Regions from separate parts of the Mus musculus genome. Here all the other regions are linked to region 1. The links are chromatin contacts, called in public Hi-C, HiChIP or PLAC-seq and Micro-C maps. All regions are on one chromosome and are shown on one strand. Each heading gives the region's core, a stretch centred on a gene start, on an enhancer-like site or on the middle of the called end of the contact. The rest is flanking DNA. Distances are from core to core; before and after follow the strand shown.

Evidence for each region. Hi-C and Micro-C count contacts between places; a contact is called where the count stands out from the background. HiChIP or PLAC-seq counts read pairs in DNA pulled down with a chosen protein or histone mark.
Region 2: a contact with region 1 is called in a Hi-C map of cerebral cortex, with 4 times the contacts expected there. The contact joins two enhancer-like sites. A contact is called at or near these places in 1 of 39 promoter capture datasets (hippocampal neurons), 12 of 484 Hi-C or Micro-C datasets (cerebellum, cerebral cortex, cortical glia and 7 more) and 6 of 115 datasets of contacts at active chromatin or transcription factors (SST interneurons, VIP interneurons, embryonic basal ganglia and 3 more).
Region 3: a Hi-C map of myocytes shows a contact between it and region 1, with 2.8 times the contacts expected there. The contact joins two enhancer-like sites. A contact is called at or near these places in 2 of 484 Hi-C or Micro-C datasets (embryonic fibroblasts and myocytes), 1 of 115 datasets of contacts at active chromatin or transcription factors (embryonic basal ganglia) and 1 of 9 other capture datasets (embryonic stem cells).
Region 4: a Micro-C map of muscle stem cells shows a contact between it and region 1, with 4 times the contacts expected there. The contact joins two enhancer-like sites. A contact is called at or near these places in 60 of 484 Hi-C or Micro-C datasets (B cells, the C2C12 cell line, the HL-1 cell line and 31 more), 16 of 115 datasets of contacts at active chromatin or transcription factors (astrocytes, bone marrow-derived macrophages, cardiomyocytes and 11 more) and 1 of 9 other capture datasets (embryonic stem cells).
Region 5: an H3K27ac HiChIP or PLAC-seq map of SST interneurons shows a contact between it and region 1, with 6 times the contacts expected there. The contact joins two enhancer-like sites. A contact is called at or near these places in 5 of 484 Hi-C or Micro-C datasets (cerebral cortex and embryonic stem cells) and 1 of 115 datasets of contacts at active chromatin or transcription factors (SST interneurons).
Region 6: a Hi-C map of myocytes shows a contact between it and region 1, with 6 times the contacts expected there. The contact joins two enhancer-like sites. A contact is called at or near these places in 7 of 484 Hi-C or Micro-C datasets (the C2C12 cell line, the N1E-115 cell line, bone marrow-derived macrophages and 4 more) and 5 of 115 datasets of contacts at active chromatin or transcription factors (bone marrow-derived macrophages, differentiating embryonic stem cells, heart atrium and 2 more).

The regions. Positions count from the first base shown.
Region 1 is chr17:9,757,557-9,761,285 of GRCm38.p6, reverse strand. The region is part of intron 3 of 4930452A19Rik (RIKEN cDNA 4930452A19 gene); the gene reads left to right. Among named protein-coding and RNA genes, the nearest start is that of 4930452A19Rik, 16 kb to the left of the region's middle. Within about 2 kb of position 1,680, at least 47 of the 459 cell types and tissues checked have an H3K27ac peak or open chromatin away from gene starts, as enhancers often do. A contact at or near this core is called in SST interneurons, VIP interneurons, cerebral cortex and 6 more, where this site is marked.
Region 2 is chr17:9,426,174-9,429,901 of GRCm38.p6, reverse strand. All of the region lies in intron 3 of Gm51424 (a long non-coding RNA gene), which reads left to right. Among named protein-coding and RNA genes, the nearest start is that of Gm51424, 150 kb to the left of the region's middle. Within about 2 kb of position 1,286, at least 28 of the 459 cell types and tissues checked have an H3K27ac peak or open chromatin away from gene starts, as enhancers often do. A contact at or near this core is called in SST interneurons, VIP interneurons, cerebral cortex and 4 more, where this site is marked.
Region 3 is chr17:9,406,329-9,409,729 of GRCm38.p6, reverse strand. No RefSeq gene overlaps it. Among named protein-coding and RNA genes, the nearest start is that of Gm51424, 170 kb to the left of the region's middle. Within about 2 kb of position 1,864, at least 12 of the 459 cell types and tissues checked have an H3K27ac peak or open chromatin away from gene starts, as enhancers often do. A contact at or near this core is called in myocytes, where this site is marked.
Region 4 is chr17:10,189,144-10,192,735 of GRCm38.p6, reverse strand. No RefSeq gene overlaps it. Among named protein-coding and RNA genes, the nearest start is that of Gm34972, 45 kb to the right of the region's middle. Within about 2 kb of position 1,460, at least 4 of the 459 cell types and tissues checked have an H3K27ac peak or open chromatin away from gene starts, as enhancers often do. A contact at or near this core is called in muscle stem cells, where this site is marked.
Region 5 is chr17:9,290,111-9,293,553 of GRCm38.p6, reverse strand. No RefSeq gene overlaps it. Among named protein-coding and RNA genes, the nearest start is that of 6530411M01Rik, 120 kb to the right of the region's middle. Within about 2 kb of position 1,308, at least 8 of the 459 cell types and tissues checked have an H3K27ac peak or open chromatin away from gene starts, as enhancers often do. A contact at or near this core is called in SST interneurons and cerebral cortex, where this site is marked.
Region 6 is chr17:10,023,630-10,027,254 of GRCm38.p6, reverse strand. No RefSeq gene overlaps it. Among named protein-coding and RNA genes, the nearest start is that of Gm34799, 120 kb to the right of the region's middle. Within about 2 kb of position 1,749, at least 15 of the 459 cell types and tissues checked have an H3K27ac peak or open chromatin away from gene starts, as enhancers often do. A contact at or near this core is called in myocytes, where this site is marked.

The sequences.
Region 1 (3,729 bases), core at 431-2,930:
TATCTATCTATCTATCTATCTATCCATCCATCTGTTTATTATTTTCAGCTCCAATTAAGAGCCTTCATTTGGGCATTTTTGTTAAACCCTCTCTAACAGTGAATGGAACTGAATAACCTTCTTCATTATGAGTTATCGTGTGGGTTTCTTGGGCAGTGTTGGGGATACTCGGTCACAGAATATTTTGAGATTGAAGCCACAGAGAACAGCAGATCCCTAAATGGGACTAAGATGGCAATTCCACTAGTGACTGGAGGACAGATAGACCATACAGAAGCCAGAAACAGCTGCTGAGCAGCTCAGAATATTGTCTTCCCAGCTTCTCCAAGGCCTGAGCTGAGAAACCAGATTTCTTCTGGGTGTACATCACTCTTTCCTCTCCTTTGAAGGACACTGAATTTCCATAAAACCACAAAGGCCAGAAGCACACTCAAGACCAAAATAGCACTGAGGTTAAAAAAAAAAAAAAAGAGTAACCTTGGTTAAACAGTGTCGCTCCACGGCCCATGGCCATTAAGTACTAATGCACTGGAGATGCTATGGTAGAATATATGGGCCCCCTTTTGAATCATAGGACCTTAGGCAATAAGAGCATAAACATTTGTTGGCAAGCAGGGCAATGAAGCAGAATGCAGTTAGTTCAGATGCAGGCATGTTGATTTCCTGTGCTATGCTCAGCTGGACTCTGAGATCGTCAGTACTGTGAACTCAAACCTACATCCCCAGCCAGATTCCTACAGAGGGAGGGGACAGGAGGGACGGATGGCCAGCTTGCTTTGCTCCTGTGTGCTCAGTCTAATCTGTACATATGTGCAGATCCATATTTAGAATTTGTCTAGGCAGAGAGTGGTGAGCCATGGAAGCTTTTGCTTATCACTTGAAGGATGCTGGGGAGTTGTACGCCAAGCTTCTATCAGGAGCCCTATTCTCTTCCTCCTCACAAATCCACAAAGACAGAATCTGCTGATGTGGAAACGAAGGCTGTCTGTCTGTCAAGGACACGGGACATTTGTGTCCTTCGCCTACCAGTTTCTGTCATATTGGCAGGCAGATGTAAGGCTCATGTGGGGCCACGGTGGGTCAATAACGTCAATATGGTTTTGAGTTTACATTCAGCTTTTCTTTGACTAAAGAGAGAGCTTTTATGTATAATTAAGGCTTGGAAAATGGTGTCAGCACTTTTCCTTTGAGAAAAAAAATAAAAAGGGTGAGGGCAGCTGCTAGATGGGCTAAAGTCTGTGGTCTTTCTCTTCAGTATTGTGGCTGGTGGTAACTCCAGGCTGTGATGTTTGCTGCCCTGGAGACATGAAATGTCCTATGGGAATGACTGTAACCAAGAGTCCCTCCCCCATTCTGTGTAGCTGCTGCACCCCCCTCTCAGATGAGTCCAAAATTTTCAGAGACAGCCTAGTTATGGCTAAGGTTTCAAGCCCCAAGTCCTTCACTGCTCTGAACGCCACCCTGATGTGACCTGTCACCTCCATTCCAACACTCTGAGAATAGCCCGCCCTGGTTGCCTCTGTGTCCTTGATGCTCAGCCATGTGTGACTCTGGCTGCCCAGACCTGAGGCTGCGGGTCTCAGGAAGGGCCAGCATCCTCAGTGAGCACCTCTCTCCGTACCACACACATCGGATTGATTCCAGAGAGCCTCAGAGAGGGCTGTGTGCCTTTCAGTGTAACAAAATCACTGTGGTAGTGGTTCCCAAGTTCTTCCTCAGATCTGGTAACCCCCCCCCCCAACCCCAAGAGCCCTCCGATATCATTCCCCTGGCTCCCCCTAGTGGCCCAGGGGTCCCCAACCAGAACGTTTTTTATTACAGGGTTTTTTTTGTTTTTTGTTTTTTTTTGTTTTTTGAGATTATAATATAATTACATCATTTCTCACTTTTCTTGCCAAACCCTCCCACATACCCCTCCTTGGTTTATAAGTTCATCATCTGCCTAAGGAGATTTCTGATGAGCCTGTTTCTATACCACATGTGAGGGCAACTGGATCCACCCTGATTCTAAACCCAGAATGTGGGGTCCTGGGAACTCTGGTGTTTTTATGCTCCCATCTCTGAATGCTAGTCAAAATTTCTGCCAGGGACCTTAGGGGCCACTTACCTTTGAGGTTGGGTTGGGACATCTTGTCTTTTTGTTTGTTTTATTTTGAAGACAACATGAGCCGACTCTGGCCTGGACCTCATCCGGGAATGCAGATGGGGCTCAGCTTTAAATGATTGCCTGCCTTAGTTTCCCCAGTGATCAGTAGCAGCGTGAGCTATGGTGGCAGTCTACTTTAATGAGAAGTCCAAGAGTAGAAGGTGAGGGACCAACTATCTCTGATGCTATGTCTGGCACCAGTCCTAAGCCATCCAGGTTGCTGATTTCTAACAGCTGTGTTAGAAAAGTTCATGGACATCACTAACATTTCTCTCTTGTGTGTTTCAGCCACACAGTTCTCAAATATCCACAGACACCATAGCAGCCCAGGTGAGCCAAACTAAGCAGCCAGCATCACTGCCCTCATGTTGAGCCACAGGGGTTGGGTCCTCAGAGTGCTGCTGCCACTGCTGCGAATTTGTATATATTTTTAAAGAAAAGTAAGCAAGTTAAGTTTATTGCAAAGGAAGGCTATAGCTCTCTGCAGCAGAGGAAAGGGTCAGAAACTGGTTGCTCTGCGGGTAATTTTAATTTTTTTTTCTATTTAGTTGCTTTTTTTCTTACTAAAGAATAAGGGGTTTTCTGTTAGACATAACTTAAAGGATCTTTGTTAGGGAATAGGGTGAGGGTATGGGAAGGGGCAGTTTGGGGTGGGTAAGCATGGGACCTCTTGGTTCAGAGCCTGGCTCCACTGTTTTTACTGGACCATTGAATGAATGGTCCACAGCCAATACCCACCCATCTGTGCCTTCATCTTCGGGACTGGCCTAGGTAAAGCTGTAAGCCTCCCTTACTCCATGTAGACCATTCTTACTGGAAATGAGGCCAGGACACAAGTCTATACCTCTGACCTTTCATTTGGGCACATTAATGCTTCACAATTTTGACAAAGGGAAGTTAACTTGGGTTTGGAAAGTTAGGAAAAGGTGTTGCTGCCATGCAGATCCCTTGCTCAATGAGGGCCAGTGAATCCTTTGCCCACTGAGTGCCAGCTCTCTCTCTCTCTCTCTCTCTCTCTCTCTCTCTCTGAGTGTGTGCATGCGTTTGTGCGTGTGCGATAATGGCTGATGCAACTGTTGGAAACCAGAGGCTTAGCTCATGGGTGCTTCCATGGTTGGGTCAGGGTATGCTTTATTTGTAGAAGGCTGACTAAATCTTGACCCCAGCTATCTTGGCAAGCTGCAAGTGGCCATGTGAGAGATGAGCTTCAGGCTCAAGCCCAGCTCCTGGAAGACAGGTGTCTACAGAGAAGGATGGTACTACCCTCAGAGACTCCTGTAAGGAAAGCAGGCCTTTAATGATGTGGGGGAGCTGAACCCACGGAAGGGGTATCTAGGGAGATAGATGGTATGAACCAAAAGTAAGGAAACTGGCTGTGAGCTATTGGGTAGGAAACACACACACACACACACACACACACACACACACACACGAAAAGAACTGTGGGAAGCCTGTGCTCTCAGGGGACAGATGCTGTCCCTAGGGTCCTTCAGCTCAGGGACCACACTGATCACAGGTTCCTTTTCTTTGCCTGTCCTGGCCATTGGTTTTCCTGGCCAAACCTGCCATATTTTCTCCCAGGA
Region 2 (3,728 bases), core at 37-2,536, 330 kb after region 1:
TCACAAATATCTCTTATAGAACATGCATGTCTACTGCAGATGCTGCTGTCCCCAGAGAGATGAAATGAGTGTCCATACTTGTTTCTCTGGTTTATAAACTATGACAATTTTTTGGCCTGCTTTCAATACTCTGGAAAAAAAAATGAAAACAGTAGCCTCATTTTAGGATGTTGTGGCATGTGAAAGCTTCTCTGTCATGTTCTACATGTCAGTGTTTCATGTGTGCAGTGAACTGAGACTCAGCTGGGTCCAGAGAACAGGGTGAGTTAAGTCAACAAGGCTGATTCAAGTGAGAACCATTTCACAGGACTGAAATGGCTAACATCTTTCCTCGTAAGACAGAGCATAGTCCTTCATGTGTGTTACATGATTGGCTAGCATGCAATGACAGAGTCAGTAGGTAGAACATTTATCTTTTTGAATAACTTGAGTGGCCATGTCTCCACCAGCAGTCCCTACCTTCTGTGTCTGGTCTGATAATTCCCCAGAAAGATGGGCCTTCCAGGCATGGCCCAGGTGAGGCTTAGGACGTACCCCGCAGTAACTAGATCATTACAGAAGGCCCTGCAGACGGAGGTAACAAGTCAGTGATGACAGGCCATGCATCATGCATTCACTGTCCATGAAGGACTCTTTTTTTTTTTTTCCATGAGACTGATTTATCACAAGAGAAGGAACCTCCTGGGTGATGGAGTTTATACCATGATTTTGCACAGCTCCCGCAGATAGAAGGATCTTGTCACAAAAGTCAGGAGCAAAGGAGAATATCTGACAAAGACAGTTGGGAAAACTATGCTCTCTCTCTTCTTGCTTGGGAATGCAGAAAGCATTTGCCTAAGGAGCTCTGGCATAAATTCAAAATACAGCATGTCTGGTAATTTCAATTTTTAACAGCCAAGTCCTTAAAGAGAAGCAGGGCTGGACTCAGGGAAGAGAAGGAAGGTAAATTTCAGATGCAAATGACATCTAGCTGTGGCAGTCTGGGGAGAGCATATTAAGATGAATACACGCTTCTGCAGAGGAATTTATAGTGGGTCATTTCAGGCTGTTCTCTGGTCTGGGAGAGTTTTCCTTGCAGACCCTGGGAGGGATGACGACACTGGCTGAGTATCAGTAAAGGGTGTCCAGTGTTGTCTTTTCACAATTCGCATCGTTAAGCCTAGTTTTATTGTTCACACAAAAACTGCAGCTGTTGGCTCAGGATGCTAGAAGATGCTTGGAGTCAGGGCTAATTAGCCAAATTATGAAGCCTGGGATGATCCACAGCAAGCACAAAAGATGCTGAAATGCTGCCCTGGAGGAAGAGCAGTCACGCCCTCTGCAGGCCAGAGCGTGCTGTGGCTCCGAGCCTTCTCCAGACCTTCCAGCAGACCAGCTTTTGGATCTGTAGGAACTGTCACATAAGATTCATGAACACAGGAAGCACACTGGAGACCTCCATTAAGGCAAAACAGGGGTAGGCTGTGTGGAAGAAACCAACCACAGAGTAGGGTATTCAAAAGTCTCATAGATACTGTTAGCACATGCTCAGAAAAACAAAAACAAAAACCAGCAAAACAAACAAAACAAAGATCGTCCCTCGTAGAGGAGAGCACAGCAGAAACAAGCACAAGCAAGGAAGACAATAAATGGACCTAGCTTGATGTTGAAGTACTTGGCAATGAATGATATAATTTACTAAAATATTGGGCACATATTATCAACTGAGACCAAAGCAGAAGGAAATGTACTGTGAGCACAGTGAGGAACGTAACTGTAGTTGGTTAAGCAGTAGACAGAGTCCTCTATTCAGGAGGTTGAAATGGAAAGTTTAAGTAAAGGAAGCTGCTTTGCCACTCTAGAGTCAGATGTTCAAACAGAACCAGAGCCTGTGGCAACCGGCAACCACCCGCATCCTCTGGGATGCTGGAAAAACTAAGAGGTCCCTCCTGCGTCCAACACCCTCCCCCCCCCCCAAAAAAAAAAAAAAAAAAACCAAACCCAGACCGAGGTGCAGTTCTCAAAGTTACAGGAGAGGGTGTTCTTGGGAGACATTTAGGCGGTAGAATCATTGCACCAGGTGACAGAGTGATGTAAAGTCTGGGAAGGAGAAGCCGATAGGCTGATGCTGGTGCCTGCTGTCTAATTTAGGCAGTGCTGTAGAAGGCAGAGTCCCACGCCCATGGTGAGGAAGAACAGATTTGAGAGGGAATACCATTCAGGACGCCATTTGGGTTTACAACAGCCTAACTTTAAATTTAGCGCTTTTGGGACTACCGGGTGTGGTGGTAGGCATCTGTGAACCCAGCATGGAGGGCACAGAAGCAGAAGGCTCGCGGCAAATTGTGAGACCAGATTAGACTACATAGAAGACCCCGTCTCAAAGAACAAAACAGACGTCATGAAGCAAGTGGCCGGGCTGTGAGATGGATGGATATGCTTGGTAAGGAGTTGAGTTATACGGTACAGCGAGCCATTGGATAACAAGATAGAAAAGAAAGGGCGGAATGAGATAGCAGAAGGCATTTCCGCTAAGGATCTACACCGTTCTGCATGGATAGATTTGCCTTAGCTCTCCCACTTCTCTGGGGAATTGTGTGATCTCCCTGTTTAACCGCAGAAGGGAGATCAGAGTAATTACTTAGCAGGATTGCTGTGAGCATCAACTGAATCCATTCATCCAGGGGCTTCCAATAATGCCTAGAACACAGAGAAGGCTAATTTAGTGGGCTTCCAACGACAAAAAAAGTACAAGTTCACCTACACTGGACAATCCAAGGACATACACATTACAGGAAGTCAATACAGAACCCTCTGTCAAATACAACAGGAGGGATGCCCAAGACATATACTGCTATTGATCGTATGGCCATGGAGTTAACACAATTAATTTATCTCTTTACAAGATGAGTACTTTTCAGACTTATGCATTCAGTGTGAATATTAAAAGGATGGTTTCTTACACTGGGTAGTGAATCACCAGCACAGAGAGCCTGTGTAACTGTGGCACAACATTGAGCAGCTCAGATAACATTTACCTGAGAACATATATCTGAAATTTTACCTACCGTTAATTTTAGAGATTATGTTGGGAGTTTTTCAAATGCTTGTGTATTTCAAACAGGATCTTAGTATTGAAATCTAGGCTGATCTAGGACGTGGAATCCTCTCTCCTTTGCTTCCCAGGTGCTGGTATTATGGATACAAGCCATTTTGATGATAGCTTAGAAAACTTGCATAACACAATTCTAAGGTGTGAGGAGCGGGTGTGGTGGCAGTCCCAAAGGCGCCAGGGACTGCAGCTAAGTCCTATGACTTGCACCTGACTTCCTCATATAAGCCACAAACATCTTGAGAGCTGCGCAGGTGTACCAGGATACAGGTGAATCCATTTTGATGGAAATATGCCCCTGCTGCCCTGATTGGCTGAAGCTGCGTACCTGGTGAGGTGGCGTGGCCTGTTGTGCGTGGATGGGAACTGAGAGTATAAAAGAGTGAGAGGCCCAGGGTTCAGGGGAGATATAAACAAGGGAGATATAAACAAGAAGAAACAGGACTGAATAAACGTGTGCAGAAGGATCCTGTTGCAGCGTCGTTCTTCCTGGCCAGTTGGGCGCGCGCAAGACTAAGGAGCAGGCTGTGCATTGAATTTTGTAATGTTGTCTGGTTTTGTTTGTGGTGTGTGTGTGTGGCACTGAAGGCAGGGTACTGACCCAGACATGGGGTGTTAAGCACAGCTCTCTCTCCCT
Region 3 (3,401 bases), core at 615-3,114, 350 kb after region 1:
TAAAGCTTACTTTTCTCTGCAAATATCCTAATGGCATAGATCCCAATGTCTGAGCTGAGACTCCTGTGTTGGGTACCAAGTACTAAAACTGATCCTATTGCTAGTGTGCACCTCTAAGCTATTATGAGGGCTCAAGACAACATGGAAAATTCCTGCTAATATCCTGTGTGTTTTTTTAAAAATGTGGATTCTGTTTGGTCATTTCCATATTTGAAATTTTAATGTTTGTGTAATCTTTTACAAAATTGAATTAATTATACTTGTTTATAACTCCAGGAAAGTGGGAGACAGAGCATTATTGTTTCAGTCTCATCTATACATCCATCATCCATCAATCATTCATCATCATCCATCACTCATCCATCCATCCATCATCTATCCATCATCCATTCATCAATCCATCACTCATTTTCATCCATCTATCTATCCATCATCAATTAATCCACCTATTCATCTATTTACCATCTATCCTCCATTCATCATCATCCATTTATCTACTCAGACTATCTATCTATCTATCTATCTATCTATCTATCTATCTATCTACCTGTCCATCCAATCCAAAAGGTTCATGGTGTTTTCTATAAACTTGGGAACCATCTCTGCCTTTCCCTAACCCTGTCTGTTCCAGGTGATTATATTTCTTGTCAGAGGTGTTATTCCCAGCTCTGCCCTATCAACTGGTCTTAAAGACGTGCCAGCTGTTACAACTCGTCCATATCCTTGCAATTGAGATTCAAATGCCACATGTCAAGGCCTCTGCCTGAAACTGGCCCTCAAGGGCACATAGATTCCCAGATGTCAACCTTTTCACACTAAGTTTTCTGATGATGACACAGCTCATGATTCTTGTGAATTACAGTTCGGCTTTGGAGTCCCTTAGCTCACAGCTGTTTCATAAGTCTCCATTTGCCCGTGAAGATAATATAGTAGGTTCCTATTTAACTACTAGAGTTTTGTTCTAATATATTCCTGTCCCCAGTGGAGACTTGAAACTGCAGATACTGTCAACTTGGTGGGATCTAGATTCACCTGTGAGACAAGCTTCCAGGCACATGCTAAGAGAGCCTCTGAAGTGCTCAAGTTTCTATATCCATATGCTAGTCCACTCTTGGCATTTAGCAGTTCTTTAAATTAGTTTAAATTAGTATAGTAGTATTTATATTTATAGTTAAATTAGTACATTCCTAGCTGGCTCATCTTCTCACCTTTTTAAGGCCATCAGCTTCTGTCTGTACTTTCTCAGTATACAACCTAGCAATGTTCTACTAGGAGTTTCATAAAGAATAGATTAGAAAATGCTAAAAACAACATGGTAGTAACAAGAATGAAAGTTTCAAACTTAGGTTGCAGTGGAATTTACTTCTTTTTTTCTTCAAAGCTGGGGATCAAATTCAGTGCCTCCTGCATGTCCAGTGAATGCCCCACCATTGAGCTACATACATCTCCGGCCAGAAATTCAGTTGCATAAAATATCAACACCTTCTCTCCCTGCTTCACACCTACTGAGAAAAGCAGGTAGTAGTGTGTATGTGCAGTAAGGGAGAGCTCTTGGGAGCTTCCAGAAAACAACCTATGGACAGTAAAACTAAAACAGGTCCAATGTCACGTGGCACACAGGTCTTCTCCAGAACCCGAGATCATTTTGATCATTTGCCTTGATGGTTTCGTCGGGTGCACATTTTCCCAGGGATGATTTAATTTTAGCAGCTTGTCCTTCTCCTGAATGGTAATTTTGTTGTTATTTCAATTAGACTGATATAAAATTCTTTTGTCAGCATTCCCTCCCCTGCTTTGGGAGGGAGGAGGGAGGCTCTGCAGCTGGTTGGGAGAGGGTGCTCAGCCACTTGTTGTTGGAATCTAAAATCTCCTTGTACTCCAAACACTCCAGTGACACTCATACTCCGGAAATAGGCACAGCAGCGGCAGGCATCAGAGGGATTAATTGTAATTGCTGACTCCTTTTGAGTACATTTAACCAACTATCAGAGCACACTGCCTCTCCTGTGGCTCCGGGTGCCGGTAAGCACATACTGTTATAATACTCCTGGGTGGGATGAACTCGTGAGAGTTGCAAGAACAACTCGTGGAGAAAAAAAAATTGTCATGGTATGTTTATTACTTTGGCTAGCTGAAGTGCCACAGGAATCAACTCTCTGACGCATTAAGGAGCAATTCCCTAACAATTCGATTCTGTTGCTTGGTAAACTATTTTTAGGAACCATCTCAGTGGGCTTTTAAAGGACACATGCCATTCCAATTTCAAAGATTATTTTAGTGCTTTGTCAAAATGATATGAATAACTGACATTCACTCTACAGATTAGAGAATTATGGGACATTCTGTGATGAAATTTGTATTCCTGCAAAACAGAGAAACCGGGCTTTTCCTGCCTGGTATTTTTCATTGCTGAGCTCTCTTGCAATTTCCTATCTTTGATATGATGCTAATCTCAGGGTTTAGCTTTGCTTAGTTACATAATCAGATAATAGGATTTTCTTAAAGCCACAACTTGGAAGACAGCCCGCACTTATCTCTGGCAGGGTTCTAGATACTGAGCAAATTTTGTTCCGTGGATGCACTGGCAGGTCGTCTGCCTGCAGAAGGGCAGAGTTGTATTAAATATGAAATGTGGCGAGCATTTTCGTCTTGACCTTCCTTGGGTTGACTGAGTGTGAAATGGCTCCAATTTCATGTTCCACATATCTTGCACATGAGTGTGTAGGCATTTCATTTGTTTAATTGGCCATAGAAGCAGAAAGCGACCATTGTAAGATCCCTTACTCAGAACACATTCCCAAATAGGCGAACTAAAATCTCAGAATAGTTTGCATACTGAACCCAAAGAGGAGGCTTCAGTGGGTACAGGGTCCCTTTGCTGGGTAACCAAGAGTATGTTGCCCTCAAGAAATCTTGCCACCATCCTTGTCATTTGTATCACTAGGAGTTCTCGTCTCCGGTGAGCTAATTATGTGAAGTTCACCATAATGTGAAATCAACTAAGGCAGGAAGTTTCCTTCAATTTTTCTTATGCTTGCAAGATGTATGGCCTTTTAAAAATGTATTCAAATAAATATATTCACTCGAGCACAGAATTAATGTGGTTCTGGAGCGCTGCCTTCGTGATTAATTTTTCCCTCTTCCTCAGAATAAATGGCCTGGATATTTAATGTTGTTCATTAATCTATAACTATTACATAGTGCTGCCATGATGTTTGCTATGGTCCTTGCATGACTGTGCCCTGAAAGGTGACTGTTTTCAAACATGTTAGATGAAGAAAGTTCACTATCAATTCAAGTAACAGGCAAGTTAGAGTTGGCTGTGGGGCTGGCTAGAGTGTGGCTCATCCCTTGGCATCATACAGAGATTACAATCTTTGTCAACTAAGAAGTTAAATAAG
Region 4 (3,592 bases), core at 211-2,710, 430 kb before region 1:
CAAGTAACAACGTGTGTCTGCCCTAGAGAATGGGTACCCTTAGTACAGGAGGACAACTTGGCACGGTCAGATTGCTGTCCCCTGCCTAGTGCACGGCAACTGGCTTCTTGGGATGCGGAAGATGTCTGTTTGCGAGGCTCAACCTCTTTCCCCTTCCCTAAGCCTCCACCCCATCTTCATTCCAATAAACATACTTTTCATAAGAGAGAAGAGCTAGAGTATATATGTCTTGTTCAGGTGAGTGTCTTTTATTATATCAGTACCTACCCGTTGTACTGGTTTATGTTCTTTTTGTGTACTTAAAATGAACAGAAATGTATTTTCTTAGTAGCTTTTCAAGTCCTTGGGACCAAATTCCTGACAGAAATAGTGTGGGAGAGGGGAGGGGTTACTCAGGAGGTACAGTGGTATACATCAGGGAAGGCTTCTTCCACAATTGTACACACATCCAAGAAACACTGAGATTAAGCTTAAATGAGGAGTCAAGGCCTGATCTCTGACCTCCAGTGACCCATTTCTTCCAGCTAGACTCTCCCTCCCAAAGGTCCCACAGTCTCTGAAAGCCTAGCCACCAACGGGGAACCAAGTGTCCAAACAGTTGACCCGTGGAGGCATTTCATAGTCAAGCCATAGCACATACTTAGTTTCTAATTTGGGCCTTGATGAAAATAATTATTAATCATGGCACACTGATGTTCTTCTGGTGCTGGCATGAGGCTCTTCGTGTCTACACGGTGGCTATCCACGAAAGGCTGGCTGCTGCTTATGAGTGTTTGTAGAATGGTTGTAGTCAGTGCCCCGTTTCTCTCACCTGAGGAGGAAACTGAATAGCACCCTTCTGTAGCATGAAATAGAGATCTCTAAGTGTGGTCCAGACGGCAGGCAGATTGGTGTCTTCCTATGTAGCAGGCTGTGCTTTGTTCCTGGAAGGGTGGGCTTTCTTGCTACTCCTCTTCTTCTTTAATATCACAAGTTTGGTTTTTGTCATCTACAGAGATTTAGGAATTTATCACATTTTGTAGCCCTTTATAGTACACAACCATCGTTCCATTGTTGTTGTTGTTGTTGTTGTTGTTGTTTTTCTGTTTGACATTTGTCCTAGTTTCATTCTGTTGACGTTGACGGAACACTCTAACTAAAAACGATATGAGAATAATCTTAGGTATTTTCCCATTGCTGTGATAAAACACCATGACTAAAGCAACTTTATAAAAGACATCATTTAATTTGGCTTACAGTTTCAGAGAATTTGAGTCCATCGTGGCAGAGTGATGGAGCAGCTGAGAACTCACATCTTGAGCCACACCTACAAAGGAGAGAGAGCTAACTGGGAATCACACAAGTCTTTTGGAACCTCAAAGCCCAACCCCAGTGACACACCTCCTCTAGCAAGGCCGCATCTCCTGACACCTCCCAAACACTAACTGGGGACCAAGTATTTAAGCATGTAATTGTGTGTGGGGACGCCATCATTTAAACCACTACAAAGAGGACAGGGTTTGTTTGGCTTACATTTCCAGGTCACAGAAGTCAGGACAGGAAATGAATCAGAGACTATGGAAGAATGCTGTTTCCTGGCTTGTTCTTTATACATGCTCAGCTTGCTTTCTGATATATCCCAGGCCCACCTGCCTAGGGATGACACCACCCACTGGGGGTTGGAAGACAGTCTCTCACAGATGTGACCACAAGCCAATCTGATCTTGGCAGTTCCTCAGTTGAGACTCTCGGGTGACTCTGGGCTGTGTCAATTTGAAAGCCAGAGCTAAGTAGGACAACCTCACAAGTAAATAAGAATGACAATTTTTTTTTTTAATTCTCATAGGCAGAAAACTAAAGTTCAAAGGTTGATAGCCTAGAATCCTCATATTAGACAGTGGGCTTCATACCCACTATAGAGAGGGGAGGTCAGGGGGGCCAGAGCTCTGAAGCTGTTTACAGCAATGGTTGCAGCCAAGTGGGAGATGGATATTACAGAGACAGAAGTGAAGCATGGTGGGAAATTACTGTCTGAAGGAGACCAATAGCTATTTGGCTTTTATTAAATTATATTCTCACTGACCAGTGCTTCTGGAATACTATATTTGCCTCTTGTGGCCAGCCAGGGCCCAGGAAGGCCCTTGTGTCTGCTGTAGTTTGAGAATGAATGATGAAGCTATAATTGAACTAAGGGTGCTGAGATTGTATAAAAATCTTCCAACAGCTCCAGCCTCCTGAACCCTGTTAGAGTGATTGTCAAGATCTGACTCCTTGGGGTTTCCTCAGTAGCAATTTTGATTTTATCCTGGCCTGTTCTTTATCCCACAGCCTCCTTACTTTTAGCCTCAGCCTCCTCGTTTTTCTGTCTGGCTCTACAGGTATGGCTCTGAACATGTGATTAGCACAGAGGATCCCTGTTCAAGTACAGCATTTGATCCTCGGGCTATAGAGGAATGGAAGGGTGGGTGCTCTTAGGTGGTTCTGTCACCATACCTTGGAGAGAAGGGGATCACAGAGTGTGAAACAGTGCTTTCCGGTCTTAATGAGGAAGGGCATGGGTATGACCAGTGACACCAAGTGTGTAGCTGGCAGGGTAAGATCATTGAACTCAATGATGGTGTCAACCTTAGAGCCATAGACCTTCTAAAGACCTGTTAATCAAATCCTCAGGCTAAGAAGTTGCTAATCCTTCCCAGTCTCCATTAACACAATGCACTCCAGGATGTGCCTCTGAGTGAAGGGAGCCAAGCATCTCTCAGTCCTCTTCCACTCGCCCAGCTGATGGTTGCCTACCAACATTCTGTTGGTAGCCCAAGTCTCCTAACTCATGAAGAACTTCATTAAAGTAGAGTTCTAGCTGCCATATGAGCATCATCTGAGGCCAGCAAGATTCATACTTGGTGATGAGACTGCTGTAACACCAGCTGAGAGAGAGAGAGAGAGAGAGAGAGAGAGAGAGAGAGAGAGAGAGAGAGAGAGAGAGAGAAGAGAGAGATGCTCCCCTCAGTGTGTTCCTATTATCCATGAGCCTCTGAAAATGTGGCTTGCTCAAGAAGGCATTAGAGCTGAATTATCATTTATGTTTGTCACAGGGGTTGAAAGTGTGTAATGAGATTCCAGAGTTAATGTTTTGTACAGAGCACTTAGGAAAGCCAGGATGAAATTGGCTCTGAGTTCTGATGAGGCGTTTTAATTAAAGATAGTGTCTAATCAAGGGTGGAGCAGAGGCTGCTTAGAAAACGTCAGTTCATTGTCCAATCCACTGGTGCGGAGATGGACAGGCAACCTCTGTGGAGATCCTGCTGCCAACAGGGAGGGTGACAGTGAGGAACTATGTTTTGGGAGCAGAAGAAGGGGCTGAGGAACTGTGGGCCACCTTGGGCCACATGTTTGTGGCTGTGCTTGCAGCCTGTGTGTGTCTATGATCATGGCTCTATGAGCATCATACAAATGTCAGTGCTTCTGCCCACAGATCCACATGAATGCTTGTTAATTTGATCTGGTCAGAGCCCCATGTACAAACATCTCCTAGCTGGTGTGTGCAACCCTGTGGACCCACAGTCAACTGGAAGGTGCTTTCTTACATAGGGCTTATATCACTTTTCCCAAAAAG
Region 5 (3,443 bases), core at 59-2,558, 470 kb after region 1:
CCTGTCTCTCCAGAAAAGGTAAATGTAACTCCTCTACCATGACCTCCCTTCCCTGAAGCAGCATGCTCTCTTGGGCCTATCCTTTCCAAGTCAGTGTATCTTGTCGCTCCCTGCATCTGTTACTCCTGCCTTCTTGTTGCTCTTTAAAGTCTGAGATTCTATTACAACCATAATGTTATAGGTAGTAACCGATGATGCTAAGCCTTCACTCCACAAGAGGCAGGCATTACAGAGTGTCAGGGGTTCCTTTCCATGGAGTGCCTTTTTCTGAAGAGGAAGGTGGGTGCACTAGTTTGAGTATGCTCACCTTGTTGGTATGTGAAGAATGCACTGCCTTCTGAAGCCACAGTCTGTGGCATCTTCCATTCTATGCAACCTGTAGGATGAAATTACTTCCAAAGCTCCACTGAAGAGCTGAACCCTGATGGAATGTCCTATCCCAGGACTCTCTTTGCTTAGGCCTCTTCATATTCTTCAGTGCTATCTGGCAGAATATATTTAATTTCCTACGTTTTCTTCCTATTGGAATAGAAGCTTCAGGAAGGCTGTGCTTGTGCCATTCAATGTTGTAACTTCACAGTTAGAAACATACTGTTCCAACCAGGTATTCTGTGGGTATTTGTAACAGGCCCAGTCCCTTGTGGCACAGTCCTCTAGAAGAGCAAGATCAGACAGGCTCATTCAATGTAAACCATTATGTTAGTTCATGAGGTCTTCACACAGCCATCTACACAGTCCAGGGATTACTGTGGTGTGCCCAGGGGCTTCTGATTTCTTATCAGTCAACATGTCATATACTGTCTACATACCTAAGTTAACTATTGAAACACTAGCAGTGCATCAAAACAATATTTTAAATAGCAAAACAGCACATTTATAAAGGCCTCCTTTCCAGAAGTGTTTTACCGTGCTCACACTGTGTGTTGGGTACTATTACGTGCATTTAGGAAAACAGAGTTCCGTTCTCTAAAAACAGCAGAATGCTGGAACTGAAAAGTGGGGGCGAGTCCATCTGGGCCAGTGTAAAGTGGGACAATGGAGATGGAGCCACAGGGCATATGGAAGGACTGACAGTGCTTCTGGGAGACGGTAAGAGGAGAGGGGTGGTATCAGGAGCAGATTTTCACAGAAACACAGTGGGCAATGGGCCATGCTGCTCTGTAGAAGAAACTGATTGTGGATCCCAGAGCCTACTGAGCCCTAAGTTCTCTACTCGGCTGCCAATTCTTACAGCAGAAGGGTACCGTGCCCTTCATTGGTTTCCCGCTCCATCTTCCCTGCCCCCATGCAGTGAGATCCCATGCATCCTTTTAATTCCCTTTTACCCTTCAACACGCACCCAGGTGCTATGCACTAGAAATCTCCAGGACTGGGCTTATTCAGTATAAATAGTCCTCATCAGACCAAAAGTGAGTTTTCCCAAGATGTTACTCTCTGGACACGGCAGCAAAGGATTCTTGAAATTGGAAAGTAATTTCACATTGGAAATGAGCTGCTAAAGTTAGGAAGGAGGAATTATTTAGGGCCAGAGGAAACTGCTTAGCACTCCTAAAATTATACAAAGCAGCAGCTGCTTGCTGTGCCTCTGGAAGAGGTAGGTGCTGTGTGTCTGGGTGACACTTAGGTGCAGGAAATCTTTGGCCTACCCATTCCGGGGACACAAGGGTAACTTCATGGGAATCTGGCAAGGTCACCAAAGGTCAGCGGAGGCCCTTGACCTGACAGCCTCAGATCGTGCTACGTTTATTTTAGGACAAAAGTCTCCTCATGGGAGCTGGGAATGAGCTAAGAAAAAACTAATTTCTCTCTCCTCTCTAATTGATAACACATGGCCTCAATTATAGACACCCCTGAGTGCTCTTTTAAAATTGACAAAGCTTTCTGCAGGAAAAGGAATGGCCCATTGAGTTAGGAGATCTGTGCATAGCAGTAGCTGGTGCCAGATGTTATGGAAGAAAGCAAAAGACCCCTATGATGCCCCCAACCATAAAGCCTTAGCATGGGGAAAAATCCTTCCTGACCCCGGGTGGACACCAGTCACAAGCCTAAGAGCAAAAGGGCCATTACTGCTGGCAAAATGTCATCCAAATTGGTGATGCTCCAAACACTATGGTTCCTAACAAATTAAGCTAAGTGCCTTATGAACAGTTGGTGACTATTAACAGTTACTACACTTTTCAACAGTCTTTAGCAATTTTCCCAACTCTTCCTATGTTAATGATGTGTTAATCACTGCCTAAACAAGGCAGATAATGAGACATCTCTGTGTGCCACTGTAGACAGAGAAATGGGAATATTCAAAATATAGTGACAAAAATAAGTTGAAAAGAGATGTTTCCTTAGACATCGCAATAATGAGACTCTCAGGATGCTCAGGGGAAAGTTGTAATAAGTGCATGATATGGAAGAGTTGTGTGTGTAAATGAATCCATGTCCACACATCAGCCCATGCAAAGCTAGAAGTGAGTGATAAGTTATTTCTCCACCGATGAAATGAGCCAATTCAAGCCAGATTCGAGTATATTAAATGCAGGTTTCTTGGGAAACTGCTCTGGGCTGGTGAGTTCACTGGCCCTAAGGAAAGAGGCCAGGGAAGTCACTGTGGGAAGGGAGAGAGAGGGGAGGGGGTGGGGGAAGAGACAAAGAGTGAGCCCCAGCCCTTGTGCAGCGAGAGGGCAGATAGGGAAAAACTAAAATGGCTGGATTATATAGGGAAGAGCCTCTGGGGGAAGGGCAGCCCAGCCTCTAGGTTGGACATTTCAGGGCTGGGGAGCAGGGTATGCCAGGTAGGGACTGAGTGATGCTGGGAGAACCCGGAAGCCATGTCTGCTCTGATATGCAAAATATGCATCCCAGTCCATTGTCCTGGGTTTGAAACCAAACAGTAAGGATGAGGATGGGTTAGCAAAATGTACAGCAATCTTATTAAACTTCAGTCCTCTACATCCATGCAAATGAATGTTAATAAATATGTAGGATAAAATGGTTTCCAAAATGTGGAAGCAAACCAAGTCTAGACTAACAGTTTGTCTACTTCACAAACCTGTACAGCCAGCTATACAAGGCCTTTAAAGAATGTTACTATGTTAACAAAGAATCTCTTGGAATGGGAAGTTATACCTGTTATGTTTGACTTTTTTTTTTTTTGGCTAGTTTTCCTTGCTTGCAAAGGATGTAATAATTTGTAGTGTGGAAAACTCAAATTATTTTCCAAGAATAAAATACCAAAACTACATTGCCTAAAACAAAAAGCTCCTATCTAGACAGGTCCTTCCTTCATTAACAGTTTGCTTTGTTAGCTGAGACAGGTTAGAATTTTCTAAGCGCTCCTTAACACACTCAGAGAGAGAGACAAGAAAGGAGAAATGGCAAAGAAAATACAGGAAACATGAAAACAGCCAGGCTTTCAAAGTACAGGTTCCAGGTCCTCTAATAAGCACTTT
Region 6 (3,625 bases), core at 500-2,999, 270 kb before region 1:
ACCTGCCTCTATCAACTCTCATTGGGACACTTACTGATGTCACCACTGTCACAGCTTTAGATTTGGGTGGGATTGGGTGGTCAGTGAAAAGAGCATGAACTTGGCCAGCCTTCAGCCTTCCACTTGGTTCTGCTATGATCCCCAGGAGATGAACTTGGGTCAGAGTCATTTCAGTTTGTTATCTGTTGAAAGGAGGCACAAATGTGGACCCTGTGGAGCTGTGGCAACAAGCCAGTTCTTCTGTCCCTCAGTTACTGGTGGGCACTCTTTCCCTGCTCTCCTGTCTCATGTCCATAGCAGGTGGGTTTGAGCTAGGACATGTGGTAGCAAGTGTTTCCAGTTCAGTTGAAGGGAGAAGAGAATCCTGCATAGCAACAACTGGCCTGGGAGCACTTACTCACTCTCAGACTAAGGTCCTATGTCCATTCAACTGCAGTATGAACACTTTTCTTCTGATCACCACTGATGGCATTAGAAGTTCCTTGGGCCTCTCGACCCTCTTGTTCCCTCTTTTGGACATGTTGTGGTTGACTTTCTTTTGTTTTTCAGGACATGGGAGTGACTCAGTGCCTAGAAATTCCTTTTTTTTTTTTCATTCTTTTCCCAACATATTGTTTTTATTGATTAGATGGGAATTTCATATTATCTTCCCCTATCATACTCACTTCCCAGTCCTCCAAGGTCTGTCCTCCACCCTGTTAACTCCCTCACCAGAAGAAGAAGGAGGAGGAGGAAGAAGAGGAGGAGGAGAGAAGAAGAAGGTCATCCAATTTGTGTTACCCATATACTCACTGGAGCATGGTCAAGCTCCCAGTGGCCAGCCCCTTAAAGAAAGCTGAGTCCTTCCCCCACCCACTCCCCTATCAAAAGCCATCAATTTCAGAGATCTACACTTTGGTACTCTTATCACAATTTGTACTAGTTCTCTTCCATGGCTTCCTGTCTAGGCTGTTACTTTTGGGTGGTCCCCTTGTTATCAATGTAACCATTAGAGACCTTTAGAGAGCCAGTGGCAACAGTTGAAAGATAATACCTTTAAAGACTCTGAATAAAAACAACAACAACAACAACAACCCAGAATTTCTCTAGAGAAACATCAATTTATATCACTACATGGTTCTTGTGAAATTAAACTTGAGCCAGTGTCACCAGCTCAGAGGTTTCCCCAAGGAGCTCATTTTGCTGAACTGGCATTCTCTTCAGGAGAGATGCGGTCCCCTATTGGACCATTCCCCTCTTTGAAGGTCACCTATAATTACCAGGCCTCAAACAAACAAGAACCTCTCTCCCTTTGTGCTGAAGTAGCTGTTGATCCCAAACGCTTGTATGACATCCTATACATTGCTCTTTCCCATGTACAGAACTGGCCACCCTGTTCCTTTGTTTTTCAAAGAGGAGTATTTGCAATTTACAGTGTACTCAGCTGCTGTGTGGATACTGAGGTAGGAGAAAACCTGGCGCTTGCTGAACTCCTTTAGAACCTGAGAGAAACACCAACTTGGGCTAGCATGATGTTTTCCTATTGAATTTAACCTTTCTGCTTGGATGAGGAAGCAGTTTTGCAAAGTCTGTTCAGACTCGGGCTCTCTGCTCTCACAGCTATAGGGAGGCAGATAGCCTGGTGTGGATCTCTGTCTCATAGAAGGTTTTGTTTTTTTAATAGCACACATATGAGAATTACACCGAGGGCCTGTGGGGTTTTGGGTACGGACAGCTGCGAGGAAGCTGATATCCTCTGGGCCGAGACTCATGCAGGTCCTGGGCTGACAGCTGCCTGGTGCCTCTGTCTCTAACAGCACAGTGATTCCAGCCATCCTGGTCTTGTGCTCTGGAAAATGTGGGGCACACAGAACAAATACTTCTTTGGGGGAACAACTGCCTTGAAAGAATAGATGGTTCCACACCCCAGCTGTGAGGGCCATTTGTGTGAAAAGCTCCACACTAGGGTGAGGGGCAGAACAGCTGTTGCCACAGCTTAGATTTCCAACCAGAGCAAATTGTTGGCTCCATGGCGGAATCTGGTTATGTGGACATTTCAGCTGTTGACTTCCATAAGGAATGGCTTAGGATGCCAACTTCAGAGTCTCTCTTTCTCTGTCTCTCTGTCTCTCTCTCTCATGTGTGTGTGTACATGTGCAAATGCACCTGAGTGTGGAGGCTGGAGCATAGCATTGGTTGGTTTCTCAGTCGTTTTTTCTACCAGCTTATTGCTATGCTAAGACAGTGTTTCTCACTGAACCTGGAGTTGGATAGACTGGCCAGCAAGCTCCAGGATGCTGGTATCTCTTCTTTCCCAGTACTGAGGTTCTCCATGACCACCGTTAAGGTGTGTTCTCTTAGGTGGGTGCCAGGGATAGAACACAGCTCCTTATGCTTATGTGGCAAACGCTTTCCCAAGTGAGCCATCTGCACACTCCCCAGAGTCTCTTTTCAGTACGGATTATAAACACAGACCTTGTCGGTGACAATTTAGTCCCACCTGAGGTGCCAGGGTGCCATTTTCATATTGTTGCTAGTTCCAGAGTCCACAAGGTCAATGCCTCCAGTCTCCTGTGTCTAGCCAATTACTATCCCTGGGTGGGGATCCAATACTGAGCAGTGATAGTTTCTACATATGGGTTTTGTTAAAGGAAAGAATAATGATCTATATCAGAAACAGGTTCTTGAGGGGATGGAGTCAGGGCCTTGTTAGTTGCCTGGGCTGGTGCCTAGTTTGTGGGCTCAAGTGGTCCTCTTGTTCCAGTCTCTTCAGTAGCTGGGTTGGCAGGCATGCACCCAGACAGCTGTTTCTTAGAGATCAGTGTCAGATGTGAAGGTGACTTTGTGAAGTCAGATGAATAAAGAAGGCATTGTCTCCTCTGCTTTGAGAAACTGTGTAAGGATATGAAGAATAGGGTACATGAAAGCACACACACATGTATACACACACATGCATATATGCACATACAGATATCCAGACATATACATGAACACATATGCCCACAAACATATACACATGCACTTTTACATACACAGTCCATCCATGTGCATGAACACACATGTGCATACACAAACGCCCACATATACACATACATACACACACCATAGGCCCCAAATACTCCCTACATGTGCACATATACAAACACATGTATTCACACACAATGCACACATGCACATACACACGCACACACAAACATACACATGCACACAAGCATATATACATGTTCATATATACACATGCATATACACAAACACACACACACACAAGTACACAAACATACAGACTTTAATACAGGACACAATTCTTTGAGGGCATGGCCTTTGACTTATCCATGCAAGGCAACATTCATTGTGACTAAACGAAGAACACATTTAAGAGCCAGAGCTAAAAATGAAGAAAAGTGAAATGTTTAAGATAAAAGGGTAAATAAATTTAAACAAAAGTGGTCCAGAGGCCATGATTTTATATTGTGCTTTGGAGCAACATCATTAAACAAGGTGAGACTGGGTGTGCTTCAGTAGCAGTGTGTGAAGAAGTCATGAGCATCTGTATAAAGTAGCAGTGCTCAGAGGAGTGGAGGCAGCGGAGATGCACCCAAACAGAGCACAGAGAATGGTCGGAGCAACTGGGCGAGGAGCAAGAATC